2 separate regions of the Zea mays genome follow, and region 2 is linked to region 1. The links are chromatin contacts, called in public Hi-C maps. All regions are on one chromosome and are shown on one strand. The core of a region is the stretch at or near the end of the contact, and the rest is flanking DNA. Distances in the headings are between cores, read along the strand shown. Region 1 holds the start of LOC542503 (Rho-related protein from plants 7). Region 2 holds the start of LOC100274493.

Region 1 (5,874 bases), core at 1,603-4,102:
TAGTGTTTGTGTTTGTAGTTCACAGAATGCGAAGAGAATTGGACCAAGGCAATGAGGATGCAACACCTCAAAAGAAGACATAAAAAGATGCATAGGAGTCCAATACTCAAGAACAAAGAAGCCCGAAGAAATCAGCGAAGAATTCCAAGATAAGGGCTGTCAGCCAGCGCCTGGTGGCGCACCGGACATTGGTGTCCGGTGTGCACCGGACTGTCCGGTGAGGCACCGGACAGCCTGCGCAGAGAGGCCGCAGACAGGCGCTCTCTGGCTGTAGCACCGGACTGTCCGGTGTGCACCGGACTGTCCGGTGTGCCAACGGGCAGACGGCAACGGTCGGATCCAACGGTCGACTGCTACAGGCGCCAACGGTCGGCTGACGTGGCGTGCACCGGACATCTACTGTGCAGTGTCCGGTGGTGCACCGGACTGTCCGGTGCACCCGACGACAGAAAGCTGCTGCTTTCTGTCCAACGGCTAGTTGGGGGTGTGGAGGCTATAAATACCACCCCAACCGGCCATTCTCAAGTGTGAGAGCCCAAGCAACATACCAAGGCATATAGTGCACATTTCCAAGAGCTCAAACACCCAAGTGCTTAATAGAATCACTCGGTGATTAGCATAGGTGCTTTGCGAAGTGCTTAGGTTAGTTAGACCGCTTTAGCGCTTGCTCTAGGTGAACCCTAGTTAGTTGAGTGAGTTTTGTAAAACCACACAACCCCTCGGCTCTTGCGTGAGTCGTTGTAATTGTACCAAGTGGGGCAAGAGTCTTGCGAGACCGTGACAACCGCGTTTGTGTCACGGCCGCCACCGTGTACCGGAGGGAACGAGGCCCGCGGCGTTTCGGCCGGAAGCTCGATAGTGGAGACGGCGGGGAGCGTCCGAGAGGAGCCGGAAGCGGAGCACCACTTGCGCGTGGAGAAGGCCCGCGGCTCTCTACGGAGTTACTCGACCGAGGTGCTTGGCCCTCGCGTGGGCTTCCCTTCGCGTAGGGGCACCAACGAGGATTAGTCGGGACCTTGCACGGTTCCGGATACCTCGGTAAAAATACCGGCGCCATCCACGAGAGTTTGCTTCTCTACTTTGCTCTTTAAGTTTCCGCATTAATATTAAGCATTTAAGTTTCAATCTTGTATTCATACATATCTAGTGTAGATTGAAACTTAGCCTTTGCGGTAGAGATAGCAACACTTAGACAAAACCTAGTTTGCACATTCTAGTTTGACTATTTGCATAGGTTTTGCTCTAGGGATTTAATTGTGGCCTAGTTTAGCGAAAGTTTTAGAAGTCCTAATTCACCCCCCCTCTTAGGCGTCACCCGTTTCCTACAAAGACTGTTCCACGTAATCGGTCAACAAAGAAACCCCGGTCACCTGCTAAAACAAAACGGTCAAACAAAACGACCCGAAAGGCGACACAACAAGCATCGCCTATTCATTCTATGAGACCAGGGTACTTTCCACCTATTTACTCATCGTCGGTATATTATCCTGTTCAAACATGGAATGGCACGATGATGAATCCATGGTACATGTATAGTCCCTTCGTCTATCCAGACTGGGGGGCACCTCCATTCTATTCCTTTTGATCCATTGATCAAATGGTCATGGCCGAGAAATATACAATCCGAAACGGCCTTTATATTGGTGCTTTATTGAATAAACTCCATATCGAAAAGCCGATGACCTACATCAGGTTTAGTCCATATGATTTTGGTTCGTCAACCTTCACCAAAAGGCAGGTTACGATGGACCAAGCTCCGACGATACATGAACCAAACACACAGATAATGAACATCTACATATAATTTAAGAGTAAAATACAGTTTAGCGTTAATAACAATTGAACGAAGTTCAGTAGCATGTCCGTTCTGGTTTTAACCTATATCGACTTGTATTAATTCTATAATATTTTGTCTCTACAATTTCAGTTCGAACAGCTAGATTTAATTCGAAGCGAAGCCTTTTAATTTTTTTTCAGGGTTTTGAATTTTTTTTGTTCGGTTACTGAACTGTGAACGGAATGAGTAATATATTGTCCTGTGGATTAGGTTCGGCCACGAGGAGACAGGATCCCTCACCCGCGCCGCGTGCCGGGGTATGGGAGTGGGTGTGGTGTGCTGGGCTTTGTTGATTTTTAATACTCTCTCTCTCTCCGCCTAAATAGTTGTTTTCTAATACAATTATTTAATATATATAATATTTTAGTTCTTGTTTTATGTGTATTACATCTTTTTGCTTATTTCAAAATTCTATGACTAAATCTACGTCAACTACTTTGGACGGAGGGCGTGGAGCGAAGCCAAGGCAAAGGCAGCGTCGGGCTTTACTCTTTTCGCTTTCTTTCGGGGGAATAAAACGCTCCCCCAGATCCTGAACGTTGGGGCTCTCGCTCTCGAGCGCAGCAAACCTGAACGCTTTCAGTGTGAAAGATTACACTTACACGAGTAGAAAATAGTACTACTAGTAGTCTAGTAATAAGAAATTTGAAATATTCAGCTCTTTCACGTGTACAACAAATCAAATGGAGACCCCGCCGAGTATGGGCCGTGCGTTCAGGTTTGTCGTGAAGTGATGATACACAGCACAGGATACGTTCCAGTAACACGAGAGCAAGCAATCTATGGGTAATCACGGCAAGGAGCAGTGCCAGCACCGCGCGGCTGTCAGCTCGTCTGGTCTCTGGGCGGCCCTGGGGCCTGGGCCCGTAACGCCTCCCTACTCCCTAGCTAGGCCAGCGGGTAGCAGAGCAGGGTGCACACCCAGGCAGCCAGCTGCGAGCGGCGAGTTCTGTAAATGCGGGAGGCCGGTGCCCGTGCGGTGCCTTTTGCCTTGCCTGCCTGCCTTCCTTCTCGTAGAAGATAAGCAAAGCAAGGCAACCGTTGTCGTTGTCTCTGTTCCTCCGCTTCCTGCTCTCTTGGCTTGCTGCTTGCCCTCGGAGCAGTGCCTTCCGCCGCCGCCGCCGCCGCCTGTTGTGAGAAGGAGAGGCCGGGGCTGGGAGGAGATGAGCGTGACCAAGTTCATCAAGTGCGTCACGGTGGGGGACGGCGCGGTGGGCAAGACCTGCATGCTCATCTGCTACACCAGCAACAAGTTCCCCACGGTAACGCACTGACGCTCATGCATGAGCTCACGACACTCATTCCGTCCTCTGCTCTGCACTGCACTGCACTGCTCGCTGAAACTGACGGCGCCCTGTTCTCTGGGTTCCTGACAGGATTACATCCCCACGGTGTTCGACAACTTCAGCGCCAACGTCTCCGTGGACGGCAGCATCGTCAACCTGGGCCTCTGGGACACTGCAGGTACTGGCTGCTGCTTCCGCTCCCACGGCTGAATCTCTACAGCTGCTCTATCAATGTGTTCCCTTCCTTCTCTGTTCCGTTCAGGACAAGAGGACTACAGCAGATTGCGGCCACTGAGCTACAGGGGCGCGGACGTGTTCGTGCTGGCCTTCTCCTTGATCAGCAGGGCGAGCTATGAGAACGTCCTTAAGAAGGTATGGTGGTAGGATCAGCACGTGCTTGTGATTGTAGATAGAGAAGCCAGGAAGGAAAGCCTTGGAATTTTAGATCTGTAGAGCAAGTGCCTGTGTGGAGCAGTTTATCAGAATGATGACCATTCTGTTCAGAATATACCTAGCAGTTTCTCAGAATGATGGCTGGAGCATTCTGAACTGACCATTCTGTTCCTGAACAACGAAACAGTGGGTGCCAGAGCTTCGCAGATTCGCGCCCGACGTCCCGGTCGTTCTTGTCGGGACCAAGTTAGGTGAGGAAGTGCTGAACGCGACCTTAATTTCATGAGCTTTAACGCCGGTCAGTTGAGGAATTTCGGTTGGAAACTGTCCAGATCTCCGTGACCACAGGGCCTACCTTGCTGACCATCCTGGAGCGTCGACGATCACGACGGCACAGGTTTGCTCTTCCATAGTATACCCATTTCCAATGCCGAATGCAGACAGACAGTTATCAGAAGCGTGATGCAGTCTCTCTTTAACTCCATCTTCCTCTTCTTTTTTTTTTCCTTTCACGCAGGGCGAAGAACTGAGGAGGCAGATCGGCGCTGCGGCTTACATCGAGTGCAGTTCCAAAACGCAGCAGGTAGTAGCCATGAGACCATGTCCTGTTTCAGATATGGATGGGTTGCTGTTTGGTTGATTAAAAACTACTAGACACGTATGGACTGTTTGTAAATGTAACAGACTGATTTTACTGACCTGTTTGTTGTTCAATTGTACTGTTGGCCATACTAGAATGTCAAGTCGGTCTTCGACACAGCCATCAAAGTGGTCCTTCAGCCCCCGCGGAGGAGGGAGGCGACGCCTGCCAGGAGGAAGAACAGGCGTGGCTCCGGGTGCTCTATCATGTAAGCTCCATCTTTCCACCGTATACTAGTTGGTTGGTCATATGCCTTCTAATATCTCCAGCAGTCAAAGCTTACTCATCCCCGTCTATCATTTCAATCTCGGCCACGGCTATATGCGTGATCTGCTGACCGTAGCCTAATAGCGATTACAATCCAGTGAAAATCCAGCAGTCTATTGGTCAATTTGCCAGAAAAAACCAGGCGTCTGGTTCATCGACTTCTGTTCGGACTTAAGAACAAACCATTTGGAACGATTCTTTTGTAACAAAAAAAAATTGATTTACTGATGTGTTTTCTTTGGTAACGACTCATGTCTTGCCCGCAGGAACCTCATGTGTGGCAGCACGTGCGCTGCTTAGGAGTCTAGAACACTGATCTGGAAGGAGGTGAAGGTGAAGGCATGGTGTCTATGTGCTATGGCGACTGGCAAGTTAATGGGGCCGCATGGATGACTGCTGCTCTTGTTTTTTTAAGCTCGTCTGCCGTATGCTTTGTTTTTTTAGGCTTCAAGGACTGACAATTGCAAGAATGCAGTGTTTATGTAAGAGGTTGTTTGCTGGAATAGGATTGCTGTAACTGTAATGTTGTTCTCCGAGAGCAATGTGGCATTACCTGCTGGCTGCTGCTGCCGCGCCGCCTGTGTTCTCATGCGTGCTCACTCACTGGCAATGGCTGCCGGACACGAGCCTGCGCCCCTTTTCGGTTTCTATAAATATACTCTATTTGAGGCTGTGCAGCAGCATGGCACCAACGCCAACGCCATAAAAGATTCGACATTAAAAAAAACGGCAAATCTGCTCTTTCGACTCTTCAGAACGTTGAGTTTTGGACTTGGATTGCAAATCTGCTCCAATTGAAATTCAAATTATGGCAACTGATTTTGAAGACGTCTTGCATTGAATTTATGGTGCCAACTGGGTGTCGCTTTCCAGAAGGGACGGCATTTCTAGCCAGCACGGGTGTGGCAACTCGCATTGAAGCAGAAAGCGAGGAAAAGGCGACCCCCATCCCACACAGAGACGAACTTCAGTTCAGGCTTGCTCTTATTTTGTCCAACTGTATTCACAAGGTATGACGCTACTGATGGAACTGCACAAATGAAGTCTACGGATTGACTGACAGCATGGGAAATGCGCCCTTGGGTACATAGCAGGAGACTGGAAAGGTAACAAATGGAATACGGACACGTAGATAACCATGGAGGCCCAGCAATGTTGAGGTATTGTTTGGTCACTGCATAGCCGATGATGATCACCACGCCTCGTGGATGCCTCATGTCTTAACAGCAGCCAGATGATCTCTGAGCCCGGTTGCCACCTACCACATCCACGGTATCTGGCACATACCTTCAAGAACAAATCGATAAGGTCAAAAAAGGGGACGGCTTTTACACAGATAATAAAGGACCAGCACAGGGAAACAAATGAAGGAAATCAAAAGTGATTGATGATTTTACATAGATATAATACTGAAAACGAGATCAGCAGAAGAAGCTAGTCTTATTGCAGCA
Region 2 (6,330 bases), core at 3,693-6,192, 230 kb after region 1:
TAGGCGAGCCCCATGGCGACATGCCGACCTCGAGGCAGAGCCCGAGCGCCAGGTAGCCGGCGACGCTGGAAGCAGGATGGCCGCGCAGGTTCTTCCATCGTGGAAGAGCGAGACCGAAGATAGAATGAACACTCAGTCTATACTGAATGAGAAGGGCAATGCGGTCAATCCGCGACTTGTAATCGTCGAGGCATCGGTATTAGAGGGGATAGCGTGTCTTGGTGTCATTTTTGAAAGAGTACGCATCACGTCTCTAAATATATCGTTAGAGTATCTCCAACCATATCTTAAATTAGTGCATTAAATTTAAATATAAAGCTCTACGCACAAAAAATCACTCGAGCAATGTTTTGTTTTATAAAATTTAGTTAAAAATTATATAGCGCTTTCTCAAATATCTCAAATATACTACATTGTAGTATACTACCATATAATCTAGATTTAAGGTTTTATTGCTGGAACAACATATTTTTTTGTGTTCTAAATTCTATAAGTTATACTCCATTTTAAATTATAGAGCATTTTTTATGCAATTACGTCATTAGGAGTCCTATGAATATAAAACTCGAGTGACCTCTCCAAATTAAGCATTCCTCCGTATTTTCTATGTTTGTTGTGTTCTTCACTTCTTCTCGACCCTTGAGATCCGTAATTCGGCCGGCTAGGTAACACGGTGACGTTCTCGACGCAAGATGCTTGAGCCAAGCCATAGCGCCATAGCAAAGACGTCACTCCAAACAAATTGGATTCGATGGATTTCATGAATCAGGTCCAGGAACATTCGACCTTCACCTGATTTGGAGAAACTTTTAAATTCAGAAAATCTCCATACAAGTATTTTTTTTCAGTCTTACATTATCATTATTATTGCGCTGCTTATAGGCATTCTATAGAGCCACCCATACGGTGGAAAGGTTACTGCAATACAGGCAGTCCAACGAATCTATACAAATACAACTTCTGGTACCACGGGTAATACTAATGCACGGTTACACTACAATAGCAATGTAGTGCAGAACTACAGATTCCTGAAGACACTCAGGCGTTCAATCCAGTCTCAGGAGAAGATGTAGACCTCCTCAAACGATTTCCTACCAAAAATACACGCATTAGTCTAACTGAACAATGGATTGTACGTACATTTGTTAGGGGGTAAAGATACAGAGACTCACGATTTTTTCCCGGTAAATGTCGGACTGTAGTTGTAAATTAAGTTATCCAGCACTTTGTCGGCAGGAGGCCTGTTTGGAGACTTGCGTGCTTGGCTGTTCCACGACAAGGAAGGGTGAGCTAGGTAAACATGAACTCCATTTTTCTTTCACCACTCTTGCAAGTTTCATCAAAGCAAGGTCCTTTCTTGCATATGCTTAAACCAACATGATGTACTGCCAACTTGAATTGTATAATAATAGAGGTTAAAGCCTACAATAACAAACCTGATAAAATGATTGGCAAAATGTTGAGTAACCTGTACTGCATCTTCGCTGTGTGGGATCATTGGTTTCCTCCACTCAAAAATGGCTTTCTGCATCAAATGAGGACAGTTTTATTGTGGCATAAAGCCACTTGTATTTGGTGAGTGGCCACAATTTGATATGTTGTGAATATAACCTAGGAATAAATACAGTGCACAAGAGAAAAGGAAGAACCAATAAGAACACTAAATGTGGAACTCCTGAAACAGCTACAACTAAATTACCTCAGGATGCCATTGCGTGCAAGTGATTGGATAATTATTGGCTTGTACAGTTGAGACATAGACCTGATTTGACATACAAAAGAATGTTAATTTGTGCAGTGGAAGAATTTAAGAGTGTTAACCCAGATCACCTACTTTGGTTACAAAATTTCATCAAAGCTGTTACTAATCACATAACATCTTTTGGGTAGATTAGTAGATAGGAGCACAGGTGAGACATACCTTGCCGTTTTCATCAGGTGATGTAGTCAAGATTTTGAAGAAACTTGATAGTGCATCGTTCTCTCGATATCGCCTTGGTGATATACCATACTTCAACCAAATAACAAATCAGACAAGTTAGGGAACTTGAATTTGGTACTTTGGTTGTTCAGTATAAATATGCTATCAGAATCACCAGCCATAATATAGTTGAGCCCAGTGCAAGTGTGGTGTTGAAATTAAGAAAAGGACAAAGTAATCAGAACTAATGGCGGCACTTACTCTGTGATTTTGCATGACAAGACAGTTGGTGCTGACTTTCTTGATGAGGTCAGTGTCAAACCTATGAGCAATTGCAAGTCAGTAGTTACAACAAGTGGAATTCACGAAGGCCACAAGTAAAACAATAATTTTTAATATACTAACCACATCTTCCCATAAGAAATTTATTCCCAGTCATTCTTTAAATTAACCGCACTCTGCTGGAGTGCATGTGGTCTTGTAGTCCCCTGCCTTCTAGGGACCCATTGTAGATAATATTATGCCGTAGTAGTCATTTATGAATGCATAAATGTGTCAGCTTAAACCATATATTCTAAAGTTTCAGTTTTGGTAACACAGAATAAAAAGATAATATTCCACTGGAACCATCCTATGTTGCTTGCCTCATATCACCCTACAACAATTACTTGCCTCATATCACACTACAAGATAACTTGTCTAAATTCTAAAATGTCCCCATCAAGCAGTAGCAAAATAAAGATTTGCTTAGCATGAAGCAGACACCTTTGAAAAACTGAACCCTCCAAAGCATAGCTGGGAAACTGAAGAGTTGATGCTTGATCCTGGGCGTCAAATGCCTCCAAGATATTATTGTCCTAGCACAACGGCAAGAGAACAATTAGTGCCCACTTTTGGCAAAGCAAACAGGAAGGCTGCAGTACTTCACTCCAGTACCTAACCACAGGCAAGCAAATGATATTCTAACTTCAAACTAAGCATTACTCTTCCATTGTGTATAGTTTTATCGAGTTCACAATTGAGAATATTCAATAAGCTATCATATTATATTTTATATTTTAGTAGTTAAATTGGCAATATGGTAAACTTATGAGAAGTTAAATTACCTTGCTGACAATCATGCTTACAAGCTCAAAGCCAAGACATTGGGCAAACAAAGGAAATGGTTCACCTGCATCATTCTTGTCCAAAACATACTAAAACAAACAAACAAAAAAGAACTGTTAGTAAATCATGATTATTTGGTTCAATAACATAGAAAATCCAAGGTTGTGATACTCGAGTGTGGTCATACAATAATCAACATCATTATATCAATGCCATTTTCGAACAATGTTCACAATCACGTCGTACCTGAAATACTCTTTTTATCGTGTCAAAATATACACCTTCCTTCTCTGACCCACCAGTGAACAGCACTCCATTCAACAAACTCAATTTCTGCAGGGAAGAGCCAACAAGGTAATGTGTTAAACGCAGGGCCTCTACAAGCAATTGTTTGTGAGCCAGTGGCCAGTAGCTAGGGCTGGAAACGAGCCGAGCTCTTGGCTCGGCTCGCCCATTGCACGAGCTCAAGAATGAGGCTCAGCTCGCGAGCCGCTCTAATAAATATTATTGCATTATAAAATAATTAAAAATACATAAATGTGGAATATACAATCACCATTCAATATTATCAGTAATCCAAATTATGAAATGTCATAAATTCATCATCAAAAGCTAAGAAACAACCCTATTGTCCAATATCCATTGCTATTTTGTAGATTAATTAATTTCGCACAGCTCGCGAGCCGAGCCGCTCCAAGCTCGAGGCGGCTCGCGAGCCTCGAGCTTTTTTTCAGCCCTACCAGTAGCTAGTGTGGTGAGAAGTCGTGATTGAAAAGAAAGGAAGAATTGTCAGTAGCTTGGGGATCCTGATTCAGATCTAAAATATGAAATATACAAATACTTCTGAGTAAGAACCGTCAGTAGCTTGGGGACCCCCATTCAGATCTAAAATATACAAACACTCCTGAGTAGGTTGCTTACGCTTGAAACTGTTCACTCCAACAACTAACTCGAATTGTGATCGGTCATCCCATTAGCGGAAGTCTTCCCAGCCCTGACATGTTCGTCGAGCAATTTTGACACTTGGGAAATTGCCTAAATTATCAGGATCGGTACTACCATACGATCAGGGGCATCGGCTGAGTGAGATTCAGACCATCTCATTTCGAATTTCCCTCCCGAGAATTATTTTGAAATTTAACTGAACAATCAAGGACTGCTGTTGCAAAATACTACAGCGACCAGTGAGAATTGACCAGCGCTATGGTGGACCAAGAGCCGTATGCGGCACGGTACGTCCAGATCCCAATTCGGGAAATTGCGTATGCAAGCATGAAACGCGTAAAAATATGAAGTACGTTGTACTTGCGAACACATCGAAGAAGCTACTGTCCCTCTTGCAGGAACTCGACGACGCGTTGTCTATCCAGGACTGGAGTCCAGGACGCGACCGGGAAAAAGAGGAGAGGATAGAAAGCGGTAGAGGCGAGGCGAGCGTGTGAAGCACGCGAACCTCGAGGAGGCGGTCTTCGGGCTCGTTGTAGACGAGTGGGATGACGCGCGAGCCGGCGGCCTCGACGAACTTGACGTAGGAGGCGCCGATGTAGGAGGTCGCGGTGGTGTTGCTGATCCTGCCGCCCGCACCGTCCCCTGGGTGCGAGACGATGCCGATGACGGGGCGGTCGTACACGGCGGGGTCCGGCGGCGCGCAGGACAAGGGCCCCGCTCCCCCGCTCGTCGGCAGCCAGATGACCTCCGGCACCCCCGACGACGGCGGGGGCAGGAGGGCGGCCAAGAGGAGGAGAGGGAGGAGCAGTAGCAGATGGGGGCAGCGCGAGTCCATTGGCAACACTGCCGTGCGTCGCCCGCCTGCGTCTGTGCGTGCTGTCTGACGGACGCGAGACAGCGGGCGGTTTCGCTCCAGCCCTCACTAGGGACCACACGAAGTCACGAACATTTGCAAGCAACATTTGTTCTCTATCCTAGTTACTCACTTAAATTATAAACTAGGTACGTGACTATGCATGCTACGGTTTAATTTAAATAAGATAGTTATTCAAACATGTTCAAAATCTTTACAACAATATTAACTATAAAGATAAATTGATATATTTATCACCCTCCACCTATAGAAATAGCATTATAGTATGATTTATAAAAAAAAAACGAAACATACAAGCACATAGAACTTTCACGACATTATGGCTCACTGAGCGATCATTGAGGACACATGCCGTCCATCAAATTCACATGTCAGCCTCTTGAGCAGTGACAACCCGGTCTTGGTCTCCACATGCCGAGTGCTCTATGATGAACGCGGTGTCGGCCTCCCGCGCCTCGCACAGCTCGTGCAGCTCCTCCAGCATGTTCTCGTTGGGGCTCCTGGGCGAGGCCACCAGGAACCTCGCCTGCTTCTTGACGATCGATGGCGCCGGCGGCACTGTGGCGACCTCTATGTTGTCTGCATGGTCCGAGCCAGGCGACACGCCGCTATCGTTGGAGTTGGAGTCATCATAGTCCAGGCCCATGCTAAGGTGGCGCCACAACGGGTTGTTCTTGATGACTGTTAGCAAGTTTTCGCGCTCGTAGTACCTGTTGTCCCGCTGCAGCGGCGTGTGTACGACTTTCACCCTGGAGAAGCAGCTCCGAGACTGGCTCTGATTGATGATGGAGAAGGTCCTGCTTATGATGGCCTGACTGCCCAGCACCGATGCCAAGATCGCCAGCACCAGGTCATCGTACGGTTCCCGTGTTCATCACAGATGCAAAAGTCGTGTGAATCTCTGAAAGCATACTGCAATGTAGAGTACATACGCGAACCAGATAGTGGCAGTAGTGCTACGTACCAGGAACTGCAATGTAGAACCTGGTCTGGTAGCTTGCGTCAAGGTTATGGTGCTGGGTCAAGGTTATGGTGCTGGGACAGATAAGCAGCTTGGTCGATGCATCTAAACTAGGATCAGTGAAGGTTATTACTAACTCGAAAGCAAGCTGCATTTTAAAAAAAATGGTAGACTTCATCAGAGCAAGATTAAACCAATTGCATATAAAAGCACATATTAAAATTCACAAAATATTTTCCATTTATTTACTGTCTCTATATAATAAAACTCAAGCAAGACAAAAAAAGTCCGCATTTAGTTTAAATTTAAGGTTGAGTTCATCACAAATCTTTATGTAGAACACTGAGGAAACCACATTTAACAATGACATGAAAAGAAGATCGATACAAATTAACTCTTTAATTATGCCTCCCAAATGAATCAACTGAGAGTACTTTACAGCCCTTTACAACATCACACATGACAGAATTGACAACGACTTAAGTGTTGTACCCTGGTATCAACTGAGGTCTATGGTGT

The links. Hi-C and Micro-C count contacts between places; a contact is called where the count stands out from the background.
Region 2: a Hi-C map of bundle sheath shows a contact between it and region 1, with 2.6 times the contacts expected there. The contact joins the promoter of LOC100274493 here to the promoter of LOC542503 in region 1. A contact is called at or near these places in 3 of 25 Hi-C or Micro-C datasets (bundle sheath, endosperm and tassel).

What each region holds. Positions count from the first base shown.
Region 1 is chr8:126,078,270-126,084,143 of Zm-B73-REFERENCE-NAM-5.0, forward strand. It overlaps LOC542503 (Rho-related protein from plants 7), which reads left to right and starts at 2,853. Exons shown (of 8, transcript NM_001112053.1): 1 at 2,853-3,099; 2 at 3,214-3,301; 3 at 3,386-3,495; 4 at 3,704-3,767; 5 at 3,849-3,913; 6 at 4,034-4,099; 7 at 4,252-4,364; 8 at 4,690-4,938. The coding sequence starts at 3,001. The coding sequence ends at 4,723. It overlaps LOC100272622 (Ras-related protein RABG3f), which reads right to left. Exons shown (of 7, transcript NM_001147085.1): 7 at 5,232-5,710. The coding sequence ends at 5,644.
Region 2 is chr8:126,303,066-126,309,395 of Zm-B73-REFERENCE-NAM-5.0, forward strand. It overlaps LOC100274493, which reads right to left and starts at 4,943. Exons shown (of 10, transcript NM_001365847.1): 1 at 4,482-4,943; 2 at 3,275-3,361; 3 at 3,028-3,117; 4 at 2,687-2,778; 5 at 2,183-2,243; 6 at 1,922-2,011; 7 at 1,700-1,762; 8 at 1,437-1,525; 9 at 1,173-1,265; 10 at 797-1,091. The coding sequence starts at 4,811. The coding sequence ends at 1,058.